Regions from separate parts of the Mus musculus genome. Here regions 1 and 2 are each linked to region 3. Evidence: chromatin contacts called from public HiChIP or PLAC-seq and promoter capture Hi-C data. All regions are on one chromosome and are shown on one strand. The core of a region is the stretch at or near the end of the contact, and the rest is flanking DNA. Distances in the headings are between cores, read along the strand shown.

The links. Promoter capture Hi-C pulls out the DNA fragments that hold promoters and counts their contacts. HiChIP or PLAC-seq counts read pairs in DNA pulled down with a chosen protein or histone mark.
Region 1: an H3K4me3 HiChIP or PLAC-seq map of bone marrow-derived macrophages shows a contact between it and region 3, with 7 times the contacts expected there. The contact joins the promoter of Lilra5 here to the promoter of Tnni3 in region 3. A contact is called at or near these places in 3 of 39 promoter capture datasets (the C10 cell line, HPC-7-derived erythroid cells and cranial neural crest), 3 of 115 datasets of contacts at active chromatin or transcription factors (bone marrow-derived macrophages and embryonic stem cells) and 3 of 9 other capture datasets (adipose tissue, liver and macrophages).
Region 2: a promoter capture Hi-C map of the HPC-7 cell line shows a contact between it and region 3. The contact joins the enhancer-like site here to the promoter of Tnni3 in region 3. A contact is called at or near these places in 23 of 39 promoter capture datasets (the 3T3-L1 cell line, the C10 cell line, the HPC-7 cell line and 13 more), 1 of 15 datasets of contacts at CTCF or cohesin (the NIH/3T3 cell line), 2 of 484 Hi-C or Micro-C datasets (bone marrow-derived macrophages and cerebellum), 3 of 115 datasets of contacts at active chromatin or transcription factors (embryonic fibroblasts, embryonic stem cells and forebrain) and 4 of 9 other capture datasets (adipose tissue, liver, macrophages and 1 more).

Annotation. Positions count from the first base shown.
Region 1 is chr7:4,235,550-4,239,724 of GRCm38.p6, forward strand. Lilra5 (leukocyte immunoglobulin-like receptor, subfamily A (with TM domain), member 5) reads left to right here and starts at 2,205. Exons shown (of 6, transcript NM_001081239.2): 1 at 2,205-2,242; 2 at 2,394-2,429; 3 at 2,587-2,871; 4 at 3,010-3,315. The coding sequence starts at 2,209.
Region 2 is chr7:4,089,007-4,093,651 of GRCm38.p6, forward strand. All of the region lies in intron 6 of 9430041J12Rik (RIKEN cDNA 9430041J12 gene), which reads right to left. Among named protein-coding and RNA genes, the nearest start is that of Gm23741, 11 kb to the right of the region's middle. Within about 2 kb of position 2,390, at least 40 of the 459 cell types and tissues checked have an H3K27ac peak or open chromatin away from gene starts, as enhancers often do. A contact at or near this core is called in the HPC-7 cell line and hematopoietic stem and progenitor cells, where this site is marked.
Region 3 is chr7:4,519,624-4,524,042 of GRCm38.p6, forward strand. It overlaps Tnni3 (troponin I, cardiac 3), which reads right to left and starts at 2,905. Exons shown (of 8, transcript NM_009406.4): 1 at 2,682-2,905; 2 at 2,447-2,459; 3 at 2,193-2,279; 4 at 1,722-1,763; 5 at 1,340-1,471; 6 at 815-904. The coding sequence starts at 2,692. It overlaps Dnaaf3 (dynein, axonemal assembly factor 3), which reads right to left. Exons shown (of 12, transcript NM_001033548.3): 11 at 4,315-4,389; 12 at 3,310-4,236. The coding sequence ends at 3,693.

The DNA of each region.
Region 1 (4,175 bases), core at 955-3,454, 280 kb before region 3:
GGGGAGAGTGGAAAACAGTCCCTCATCTTCAGTGTTTGTGGAGTTCTGCATAGAGGAGTTTCTTTCCTGATACTCCCTCAGACTCTCACACTCCAACACAGCCTCTTCTATCACTTAAATAGAACTACTTTAAATGAAGGGTTCCAACCCACAACTTCTCACTAAAATGATACCTACCTACTTCTAGCTCTCTGTTCTATTCATTCCTGTTAGCAGTCTTGCCTTTCCTGACCCAGATTGTCTACAGAAGGTTTCTTCTAGTCTGACCTAGAAAACAGGAAGCTCAGGGAGCTTGTTCATCAGCTCTGCAATGTGGTATCTATTTCTCTACACTTGGCATATGCTCAGAATTGTGACTGTCAGGGAGGGCTTCAGTGGGACCCTCACATTCAGACTTATGTGATGGATGACCATGGGTGACTGTCTTAGTTTGGGTTTCAATTGCTGAGAAGAGACAGCATGACCAAGACAGGTCTTATAAGAGAAAATATTTAATTGTGGCTTGCCTAGAGTTTCAGAGGTTCAGTTCATTATCATCATGGTGGGAAGCATGACAGTATGCATGCGGACTTGGTTCTGGAGGAGATGAGAGTTCTATATCTTGATCTAAAGGCAGCCAGGAGGAGACTGTCTTCAGCAGGCAGGCAGGCAGCCAGGCAGGCAGAGCCTCTCTTTTGTCTTGGGCAGAGATTGAGCATAGAACTCCAAAGCCCATCCTCACAGTGATAAACTTCCTCCAACAAGGCCACACCCACTCTAACAAGGTCACACCTTCTAATAGTGCCACCTTCCATGGGGCCAAGCATATTCAAACTACCACAGTGACAAATACTGGAGTAGATCTGTCTTATGTATTCATAGAGCTCAGTGCTGACTGTGGGGTTTGGATAATGAATTTAGACATCCCAGCACTTGTCTGCAACGAGGAGATTGGAACCACAGATGGCTGTCTTTGCTAGAATTCCTGATCCTACCACTTGGAGAGCAAATTCCCATACAGAACTCCGAAGATGGCACATCCACTGTACTTCCTGCCCCTGTGATCTAGGAAATGGGTTCTTCTCCATTCAGGAATCTTTTATTCTCGTTTTCTTCCCCTGACCATGACTATCTGAAGTTTTCACACATATTATGATGGACCACGTGTAGATACATGGAACAGAGAAAGACAGACAGACACACACACACACACACACACACATTAGTGAGCACCTAAACGATGCAACAACAGCATGAACTTCTCATGCCCCAAACACTTGCTTTTGATGGATGAACTCATGAATGTCCCAGACACCATGGCACAATTCAATGCTCAATCTGAGTAGTGAACAACAGGCTGACAACAGGCTCCAAAGGTGGAACCTTAGCGATGAGATGCTAGTCTTCAAACTGGCACCACCAATGACTAACTTGCAGGTCTTAGGGAGAAAGCAAACCTTCTTCCAGCAAGGAGAACACGGCCCCAGAAAAAAACATAAACAGTGAGAAGGGAAGGAACAGCTCTGAGTATTGTTCTCAGAGAGATGGAGGCAGATGATGTTAGTAAGAAAAGAAAGTGAGGTCTATGCTGGGGGCTGTTCTTCAGGGGACAGTGACACCCACTCCCAGAACCACAAGAACAGCTATGTTTCCTTCCCCATCTCTGTGTGTTCCCCTCCATGCCCATCCCCAGAATGAAGCTCCCTGTGAGGGGCACAGTTAAATGCTCAGTGTGCCTGCTACTCTGCCCCCATCATGAACATCAATCTGCATCATCCCAGAAGAATGTTTATGGCTACAAGATAACTGATCTATGTAAGGACTCCCCAGAGCTTTGGAAGGATGAGCTGGAAGAGTGGATTCTCTATGGGGAGTTTTTAAGAGAGAAAGATCAATCTTTAGCCACCCTCAGCTGGAAGGGGCCAGCAAAGGAAGGTAACAAAGGTATTTTGTTTCTGCTGCACTCTTAATAATTGAGGTTAAGCGAGATGACCGTATCTGTAAGAATTTCTGGAGCTTATTCAAATCACAGTCCTGGGGAAATGAGAGGCAGTTGCCTAAGGAGGGCTGTTTCCCTTCCTGTGTGTACTCTGAAGGTTCCTCTGTGTAATCATGTGATTCTAGGAATCCCGCCTCTCTAAACGTCCCATACTTTGTGATATTTGTCGATCTGGCCAGACACTGTGGTCTCTCCCAAAAGTACAATTGCAGCCACTGAGAGAAAGTGCCATGACCTTCGTCTTCACAGCTGTGCTCTGTCTGGGTAAGATTTGAAGAGGAGAAGGGTAATAATGGCCATACAGCCGGGTTCTAGCCAATCAGGAAGCTTCAGGGTGTTTAAGAGATTCCAGTGAAGCGAAAGAGCGCTTAGGTAGGTGTTAGGGGCAAACTTTTCATGGGGGATTCTCTTCTAGGGCTGAATCTGGGCCAAGAGACCTCCATGTCGGAAGGTGAGTACTGCTCCAGATCGCTCCTCACTCGGGAACTGAAGCTTCCCCCGCTCAGTGGGGCTCGAGAACATCAGATGATACCAGGGAAGGGGTACTAGAGCTGAAGGCTGAGATCGAGGGGCGATATTGTATGACTGTTTCCCTCATTTCTTTGCAGGGAATCCGCACAAGCCAACCCTTAGTGTTCAGCCAGGATTGGTGGTTGCCAAAGGGAAGCAGGTGACCATCTCATGTGAGGTGACCACAGGGGCCCGGGAATACCGTCTTTATAAAGAGGGGGGTCCACATCCTTGGCGCACACGGAACACTCCGAAGACCACAAACAAAGCTCAGTTCTTGATCCCATCAATTGAACAACGATCTGGGGGGATATATCGCTGTTACTATAAGACCCCCACTGGGTGGTCAGAGCACAGTGACCCTCTAGAGCTTGCAGTGACAGGTGAGAGAACACTCAGTCCCAAGCTAAGCACCTCAGGAAAGGGGTCTACTTTCAAGAGTGTCCTGTCTCACAGCTCAACACTGGAAGGCAATGCAGCCTGGATAGTCCCACTTAACACGCTACAACTTTCTCTTCTAGGACTCTATAGTAAACCCAGCCTGTCCACCCAGCCCAGCAATGTTGTGAATTCAGGGGAGACTGTAACCCTTCAGTGTGTCTCAACACTGGGATTTAACAGGTTTGTTCTGACCAAGGAAGGAGAACAGAAGTGGTCCTTGATCCAGGAATCAGAGTTTATAAACTCTACGGGGCAATTCCAGGGCCTATTTACTGTGGGCCCCGTGACCCCCAGTCAAAGGTGGATATTCAGATGTTACGGCTATCATGTCAACAGCCCCCAGGTGTGGTCGGAACCCAGCGATCTCTTGGAAATACATGTGTCAGGTGAGAAAGCTCCAACATTAACTCAGTTAGTGGTTGACAGCATAAGTTCATTGCCAAGAATTTTGCTTTTCCTAAGGGAGTCCCAGGAAGTAAGAGGATAAGAGAAACTGAACTGGAGCCCCAGATTAGGAGGAGTACTGGCACTTGCAGGTAGAATATGGAGGGTGGGGTGGTGCTTGACAGGTGGCAGCTCTTTGATCCCTCAGGCCATTTTCTCCCTAGGGCTGCCTCAAAAGCACTCACGGCTTACTTGTCCAAACTCTCAATCTTTCCATTGGAGAGAACCTAACTGTTGTTTATACATAGATTATTATGAAAGACTTCTCTGTCCAAGGGTTAGGGAAGTGACCTCATCCACAGCCCTGGCCTGTTATTTACCAAGCAGGGCTCTAAAGGCCAACTTCCCTTTGGACCCCTACCGGGGCTGGTCCAGATGCTATAGTGTACACAACGTCTCTTTCAAGTGGTCAGTACCTAATGACTGTGAAAACCCTGATTATAACTGAGGAGTCCAGTGGGTCCACTCAGAGACTCAAAACTGCACAGGACCAACCAAGGGAGAAGAGTTGGTGGCCAGGATGAAGGATGAGGAGCTCAGGAGCAACAGACTAGGAAGTGGGGCAGGAGCAGAGTCAGCGAAAGCAGGAAGAGAGCCACGTCCTCAGAGTCAGGTTCAGAAATAGTCAACACTTCCCCCATCTCTCTTCCTCTGGGACAGTTCCCTGTCACACTCTCACACTTCTCAATGAAGCGAGGCCCCATGGTATCCTATGGAGAGTAAGTGGCCCTGCAGTGTCAATCACTGAAAATGATAGGCACTTTTTTTCTGATCAAGGGGAGAGCAGCTCCTTCCTGTCTGT
Region 2 (4,645 bases), core at 1,140-3,639, 430 kb before region 3:
TACCCCCTTTTCTTCAATGTTCCCCAGGCTACAAGGGGAACAATGTGAATATCCTATTTTAGGGCTGCACACTCAACAGTCACGTCGAACAGCCATGAGTCTCTGCATTCACTGCCATTCACTGCAAAGAAAAGCTTCTCTGACTCAGGCTTAGAGCAGGAGTTTTGGTGCTAGGAGATAGCTTGGTGCCATGACAATTTAGCTTTAAAAAAAAATGGAGCTCTTTCATTTTTATTGCCAGATAGTATTCTATTATGTGCCACAGTTTAGCCATTTGCCCACTGAAAAACAGCATGGCTGTTTCAAAAAACTCTCATCAAGAACCTATAATTAGAAAGGTCATAGGCCATAGTGGAGAACCTACTACTATTAGTCTGCTAAATGGATATAGTATTAAACAGATATATTATATTATATTATATTATATTATATTATATTATATTATGACTTATCATTATATCCATAGATTAGTGCATCTCTCAACCCTCAGAGAAGCTTCTTTCTCTAGAAGATGGGGTCATGGAGACCCACAACTTGTCAAAGTTCAGAGAAGAAGAGACTATGGCGTGCTCAGCCCTAAGATGGGGCAGAAAGATTTTAAGAGCCAGATGAGGTGGATGACCACAAGGAAACAGTGTTTTCCAAATCAACAGGACAGATGCACGTATGAACTCAGTGCTTGTTACAGCATGCACAAGACCGGTACAAACTCAAGTCGGATAAGATCCCAGCATGGGGCAGGAAGGTGAGCACAAAAATCCCAGCCCCAGCCAAGGATCTATTGACAATTGATAGCTGCTGAGAGAAGGAGAGTCAATGTTCTTCAAGGGTGTGGTCCCCTGTAGGCTGACTTCACATCAGTAGATAGCCACATAGCCAAGAGTATAGGGATGGCACCAATGGGACTCAGTGGGTTTTTAAAACAGAAATGAGGACACCAAGATGGGTGACAGTAGAGGAGGGTGCATCTGGCCTTCCCAGTGAACTCTCATTATTTCACTTGGCTAAGGGTCATTTTGTTCAACTGAGATGGAAGTCATGAAGCAGCTCTTTTAGCATCGGGTCCCTCTGATGTCCTTAATCAGGACACCTCTCAGCAGCACTCGGCGGCTGGAGAAAGGAACTCTCTGAGGCTCTCTGAATGCTCAGTAGTAGGGGCTTATAGCTATGCCTTCTCTGACTTCTGCAAGCCTGCTGAGTGCTTCTCTGACTTCTGCAAGCCTGCTGAGTGTGCCAGGGTCTGGCATCCATAGATGTCTTGTGCTCTTTGTGTTACTAACCCAACTCACTTTACGAACTATAGAGACAATAACTAAGCAATGCAATCATTAACAGGTTTTACTGTGGCCCACACTATATGAACATGAATGACGGAATGCAGAAAAGGGGTGTGCTAGTTAGTTAGTTGTTGTTATAAAATGCCCTGACAAAAGCAAATTAAGGAAGAAAGGGGTTTATTTTGACTTAGGATTCCTGAGGAATCAAGTCCCTCATATCAGGAAAACAATGGAAACATGTAAGGCTAGATAGGGTAGCAAGAGTAGAAAGTGAGCTAGTCACATTTTCATCTGCACACAGGAGGCAGACAGACATACAGACTGAGACAGAAACAGGCAGTCACTGAGAGAGAGGAAGAGACAGAGACAGAGAGAAAGTGAGAGAGTGACAGAGGGAGACAGACAGAGAAACAGAGACAGACAGAGACAGAGAGCTAGAGAGACAGAGACAGAGAGAGATCAGGAAGTGGGATGAGGCTATAAACCCTCAAAGCCCATCCATGGTGATATACTTCCTCCAGCAATGTTCTACTTCCTGAAGGTTCCATAACCTTTTCAAAGAGTACCACCAATTGGGGGTAAATGTTCAAATGTTCAACTACATGAGGCTATGTGGCAGGGAGCGTTTGTTTTTGTTTTGTTTTGTTTTTTTCATTCAAACCACAGCCAGGGAAGTCTCCCAGCCTTCTCTGTGAATAGTGAGAGAAACCCTGCTTATAGCCAGTCGAGACTACACACTAGCTGTCACCGGTTGGTACTGTTCCTTCCCAACCAGAGTAACACAGCTGTGAAGGGACGGACAGGAGTGGTCACTGATAAAGTTATCTGGAGCAGTTACTGGCAAGATCATCTAAGGGCTCTCTAAAGCTGTCAAGGCTTAAGGAAAGTTACTCAAATCAGAGATGCTGTTGGCATGGCAGTCACAATGATAATTGTGGTCCCAACAGTAGAAACAAAGTACCTTGGGGAGCCTGTCAGATTTGACGTCTGTCCCAGGTGTCAGTGGCTCGATCGATCCCTGGCTCTCTTAGCAGCCGCAGGGTATTTAAAGCACTCACCACAGTTAGAATAATGGCTGAGGAAGCAGATGCTTGATTAGCAGCTCACATGATGCCCCCAGGGAGTGGCTATCTACTCCAGTGAGCCTTCAGACACAGCAGCGGTGTCACCCACAGACCTGCTAGATGCTTAACTTGGTAACTAAGCTCATGATTCGGATCCAGATTTGTCACTGTCCTCCCTGGGGTAGTCGCCCGTTCTGCTCCCAGGAACCTCCTGATAGAATTTAGGCAAAGGGGAAACGTCTAGACAGCTTTCAGTCAAGCAACTAAATTGCTGGTACCTGGGGGGAAACATTGTGGTAGGCCGGCTGAAAGATCTGATATGGAAGTAATTAGTCATCTTCAGTGAACTTTATCTAAGAACATTTAACCCCCATCCAGTATCCTAGGGAGGGCTAAATTCTTCATATCCGGCTTAATTCCTGACATTTCTTTTTTCCCTTGCTCCTCAATCAGCTGTGCCCTGTGCTCAGAAATGATGGATGCAAAAATAAAGCTTCCTAATTCAGCTCCTGGTGCAAAGAAAAAGCATTTTTCTTTCTTTCTTTCTTTTTTCATTTTAATATTTTTATGTAAGGTCTCATTATATAGCTCTGATGGTCTAAAAATTCACTATGTAGAACAGACTGTCCTCATACACAGAGATCTTCCAGCCTCTGTCCAGCCACTATTTTACCTGGCTCTATTTTTTAAGATTTAGGTGTATTTAGTTTGTGTGTTTGTGTGTGTGTGTGTGTGTGTGTGTGTGTGTATGCCACACTTGTGGAGGTAAAAATACAACTGGTGAGAGTTCTCTACTAGCCATGTGGATCTAAATGCCAAACATACTTTCCCACTGTGGTAATTCTAGTGAGAAGTGAGAATAGCCCCCACAGGCTTATAGGTTTGACTGCTTGGTGCCCAGTTAGAACTGTTTGGAAAGGACTAGGATGTGTTGTCTTGTTACTGAGGTGTGATGTGGGAGGGGCTTTGGAGCTTCAAAGGCCCACACCTGCCCAGCGATTCTCTCTTTGTCTGCTGCCCATGGATCAGGATGTTCTCAGCTACGTTTCCAGAGTAGGTCTGTGTGGTGGTTGGAATAGGTATGGCCCCCTTAAGCTCACGTGTTTGAATTCTTGGCCAAGCTTAGAGAGAGGCACTATTAGGAGTTGTGGCTTTGTTGGAGTAGGCATGATCTGGTTGGAGGAAGAGTGTCCCTGTGGGGGTGGCCTTTTATATCTTGTGCCCAGTGTGGCACACAATCTCTTCTTCTGTCTTCAGCTCAAGAGGTACTCTTGAGAGTACCTCTCAGCTCTTTCTCCAGCACTATGCCTGCCTGCACTCTGCCATGTTTCCCACCATGAAGATAATGGACTAATCCTCTGAACCTGTAAGCCAGCCCCAATTAAATGTTTTCCTTTATAAGAGTTGCCATGGGCCAGGATGGGTGAAGAAGGTTAAGGGAAGAGAGAAATAAGAAATTAGTGCTAACAGTTTTAAGTTTTCCTTCTTGGATGATTAAAATATCCAGATGTTGATTGTGGCAAAAGCTGCCCAATTCTGTGAACGTAGTAAGAGCAGTTGGCTTGTGTTCTTTAAATTAGATAACTGGGAGCCAGAAAGATGGCTCAGCAGTCAAGAGCACTTACTACTCTTGAAGAGGACCCAGAGTGTGTACTCATTATACACAACATCTGTAACTCCAGTTCCAGGAGATCTAACACCCTTTTTCTGGTCTCTACAGACTCCTGCACACACATGGTACACATATATATATATTCAGATACACATATACACATAGTAATTGCAAATAAGTTAGGCAGTATAGCAAGGCCAGTTTCAGGTTGGCAAGATGGCTCATTGAGTATGATGCTTGCCTCCAAGCCTGACAACCTGAGTTCATTCCCTGGGACCTATATGGTAGAAGTAGAGAATTTGACCTTTGACCTTTACATTTATGCTCTGAGACATGTATGCCTTCTCCTCTTGCACACACACACACACAAAATAAATGTAATTAAATTATCTGAAGAAACAAGAATTTTCTAAAGGCTGATGTGGTAGTCCATTTTTTTTTATGGAATCTTAGCATTTGGTAGGTCGATGCAGAAGAACTCAGACTTCAAAGACATTTTAATTAGTTTGAAGCCAGCCTGAGCTACATGAGACCCTGTCTGGATGGGAATAAAACATGATTGCAAAGATGTTAGGCAGTTCATGAAATCTAAGTAAAGGGTAGAGAATCAAGCTCTGAGGCCAGGCTTGGCAGTTTATGCCTGTAGATAATTCCAACACTCAGGAGGGTTGGTAGATGAATTGCCAGAATTT
Region 3 (4,419 bases), core at 1,655-4,154:
TTCCTTCCTTCCTTCCAACAAACAAACAATTCTCCCTTGTCCCTTTCTTGCTCTCTGTTTCTAATCTTCTTCCAGCTCTGGCCCCAGATTAAAGCCTCCAGCCTGCACCTCCATGTTCTTCCTGATGCTCCTAGCAGCATCCCGCAAAGTGTCTATACTGGCTAATTTTGTGTCAACTTGACACAGCTGGAGTTATCACAGAGAAAGGAGCTTCAGTTGAGGAAATGCCTCCATGAGATCCAACTGTAAGGCATTTTCTCAATTAGTGATCAAGGAGGAAAGGCCCCTTGTGGGTGGGACCATCTCTGGGCTGGTAGTCTTGGCTCTATAAGAAAGCAAGCTGAGCAAGCCAGAGGAAGCAAGCCAGTAAGGAACATCCCTCCATGGCCTCTGCATCAGCTCCTGCTTCTTGACCTGCTTGAGTTCCAGTCCTGACTTCCTTTGGTGATGAACAGCAGTATGGAAGTATAAGCCGAATAAACCCTTTCCTCCCCAATTTGCTTCTTGGTCATGATGTTTGTGCAGGAATAGAAACCGTGACTAAGACAGCGTCTAACACAACTTGAGCCCACTCTGTGCAGATCATTATTCCCTGTCCCAGAGCTCAACTCAATGCTCAGTTTCTACAGGCCCGTTTGTGCCACCCAGGCTCTACTCTGCAGAGACAGCTTCCTTTGCCACGAGGTACCTGTGCCACTGCCTGCTTTCTGCTTAGAGTTATCTCAAGCACAAGAGTCCATAGCCCCCAGCCCGAAGCTACAGTCTGGAGATCTTGGTGTAATGTGAAGGTCCCAGGCTTCCCCGGGCTCCCCACCTCAGTGATGTTCTTGGTGACTTTTGCTTCCACGTCATATCTCTCTTCATCCACTTTGTCCACCCGAGCGTGAAGCTGTCGGCATAAGTCCTGGTGAAGGAACGCGTGGATGCTGAGAGGGAGGCTGGAGATTGGGTTCCCTGGTCTGAGAGAGGAGACCTCTGGGTCTGAGGAAGGAGGCCTAGGCTCTGGACCCCCGAGTTTGAGAGAGGAGTGCTGGGGTCTGGACTCCTGAGTCTGAGGAAGGAGGGGGTGAAAGGAAGCTGACACCGGAATCTGCACTCCAGGGAACTTAAAGAAATATGGCCGGGAACTAAGAATTCTGAGACCTGGCAGATAGAGGCTGGAGAAATACACTGGGTTTTGAAGCTGTAGGGCTGAACGTATTGCTTGGCATAAGGATTGCAGATCCTGAGCAGAACTTGAGATGGTGCTTATGCTCCTGATACCCAAGGGATGCCAGGCCAGAGATGAGGAACCTCGGGTCCCAGGCTTATCCGGAATCCTTGCTTTGTAAACTGGTACCTGAAGCTCTTCAAAGCCCAGCCCATCCAACTCCAAAGGCTGGCAACGAGTCCTCAGAACGCGCCCCTTCTCTCCACGTCGCTCTTCTGCCTCTCGTTCCATCTCCTGCTTCGCAATCTGCAGCATCAGAGTCTGCGGAATGGTTGGAGCAGACAACAGAGTCCCAAAAAGTATAAGAATAACAAATTTCCCTCCATCCTCCAGAGAGACAGAATATCCGAACATCCAAGTTTGTGTCTTTTATTCAAAACCTGCCTCGTTTCTGCCCGCGCGCACGTGGGGGGGGGGGGCGGGGGAGGCGGGGACTGACACACTCCGGAAGCGAAACCACTCCCCCAAAGCTCCGCCCACCCAAGCCCACCCACTGCGACCTCATCATCACCTTCAACTGAAGTTTTCTGGAGGCGGAGATCTTAGACTTTTTCTGCCAAGGTGATATGGAGAAAGGTCAGTGTGAGGTCCCAAAGTGGACACTGGGTGGAGCTGCAAGGCATCACGACCCACTCGAGTGCATACCCATTCGGGTCAGACATTCTTCAACCAGAACGCGGAGTCCACTGGAAGCCACGCTCCTCGGTCCCATCTACCAATCTTTGTCTCCGACTAGAGCTACGCACTGCCTATCTATTCACTGCTAACCACTACGCTCACGCCTAAACCTTGCTGTAGGCAAGTTCCCCCCAACCACAGGCCGCTGTCACCAAGCCCAACCTGAACCTTTCTGAAATTCTGCCCCACCCATAGGGCTCTGCCCATCACCCTACCACCCCTTTCCAGGGCCTTGGTCCTGCCCCCTTCTGGGTCTCAGAGGATTCTTGAACCCAGAAGCCCATCCTCTTGGACCCCGCCCCACCTTGGCGTGTGGCTCGGTGGCATAGGCTCGGTAGTTGGCAGAGGAGCGGCGTCGGACAGGAGCAGGCGCAGGCTGCGGTTCCCCAGCCTGGAATTGAAGCAGGCTACATCACTACCCAAACCCTCCCATCCAGCCCTTCCTGGATACCTCACCTCTAGCGGCAGGTTCCCCTGCCCACTGGTCCCCAGTCCTCTCCCTGCAGCACCCACTCTGGACCGAAGGTTCCCTACCCCACTTCTTAGCTCACAGCTCACCGCATCGCTGCTCCTGAAGAGAGAGAAACCGTGAAGAGGAAATCACTGATGGTGGTCCCCTGACTCTTGAACCCCAGGAGTCTGATTCCCAAATTCTTACCTCATTTCTACAGAAATCCAACCACCCTTGCCTCCTACTCTCTCAGGACAAGTATCCAACCTGGTTGCACCCTCAAGACCCACCGCACCTCTCCCTGTTGAGGTCTCCACCCCAAGGCTACGAAGATTCACATACTCATCAGCCATGATGATCTCCAGAGGCAGAGAACAGGATCGGAGATTCCTGGAGGGTCCTGGAAGGGTGTCCCTGGTGACCTTGGAGGTCTCTAGAGGTTGGGTTTCCTCTGGGCTGCTCAAGCCTCACTGAGGACACTGAGATAAGGGGCGAGGACAAAGACTAAATATACTGCTGTCTCCTCCCCTGCCCAGGATAAGCGATAACAGGGTGTGAGGGGAGCCGTGTGCAAAGCTCCAGTTGGGTCAACCAAGGTGCCCAGGATCTACACCCCTCCTCCTTTGACTCTAGCGCCCCAGCTCCCTCCTCCCTCAAACTTAGGAAAACCCGGAGCAAGGTCCCTCTTCTCTCAAATCCAAGAGTCTAGACTTCAGCTTCCCATGTTCATACCCAGAAATCCATGCCGGCCTTCTGTCCTCACACCTAGGTCCCTCACTGAACTGCAGTCTTTCTGGGACCTAGTGTGTCCTTTCTCTCCCCCACGTTTCTGTCGGTTTCAGTGGCCCTGGCATGTTTAGTTTGAAGGATCTTATCCTTCACTCCTGTGAAATTCAGCCAAGCCCACTTGCAAACCCACAATCGGGACCCATCCCTGCTGCTCCCACCCTTCTTGGCACTGGAGACCGACTGAGGACAGGACACACAGAGGTGACCCTGCGCTTTTTATTTGAATCACATTCAAGGAAGGCTATGCCCTTGTCCTTCCCAAAAGCAGCATGTCAAGAAAGGCCCAAGACAAAAGAGAGGATCTGGAGCCCAGGGTTGTCCCTTCAGCCTTCGATCCTTGTCAGGATAAGTCTCAGATAACAGTCTAGGACCCATCCCCCACCCTCACCCCTACCCCCCAAATAGTACAACCGAGAGTTCCAGGAAAGGAATTTGAAGTTCTAGTCATATCCCTGGGGTTGAGAAGGAACGCAGAGTAAAACCGCATGCAGGTGGGCTGAGCTGGTGATGTCAATCCCTGGGCCTGCTTCAGCAGTTAAAGGTGGGCTACGTGGTCCCTGGGGTTCATGTTACATGTTTTGGAGGTGCATTCACCCAGGACGTTGCCATAGCTTCCTGGAGTGGGCTTATCACTTCCGGAGGAGAGGCCAGGTCGGCTTGGGGAAGGCTGATTGCTTCTACAGGCAGGACTAGCTTAGCCTGGGGTGGGCTCATCGCCTCTAGAGGTGGGATCTGGTCAGCTTTGGATGGGCTCAACGCTTCTAGAGGAGGGGCCTGGTTGGCCTGGGGTGGACACATTGTCTCTAGAGGTGGGGCCAGGTCAGCCAGGGGTGGGCTCATCGCCTCTAGAGAGGGGGCCTGGTTAGCCTGGGGCGGACTTATCGATTCTGGGAGAGGGGCGCGGGTAGATTCCACTTTGGAGGGCGCGGGTCCAGATTCCACAGCTGAGTCTCCGCCACCCGGAGTGGAGTCCCCTAACTTGTAGAACCTCGCAAAAGTCTCCGAGGGTTTGGTTGCAGTGTGAGGGGCGAACCCAGCCACCCGCGCTATCTCTACAACGCGGTCAGAGAACGCCTTCAACTCCTTGGGCCGCAGGTCCACCAAGTACCTATGTTGGGAAACTGTGTGTGAGGAGACCTGGCTTTTGGCCCAGCTGTGACCTTCCCACCCCACTCCTCTGGCTCACCGAGCTAATTCCACAACCAGGTTCCCTCCGGGGGCCACGCAAGCCCCGAGCTCAGGGCTGAGAAGATGGACCATCCTAAGGAGAGAAAGGACTAGGAGCTGAGAT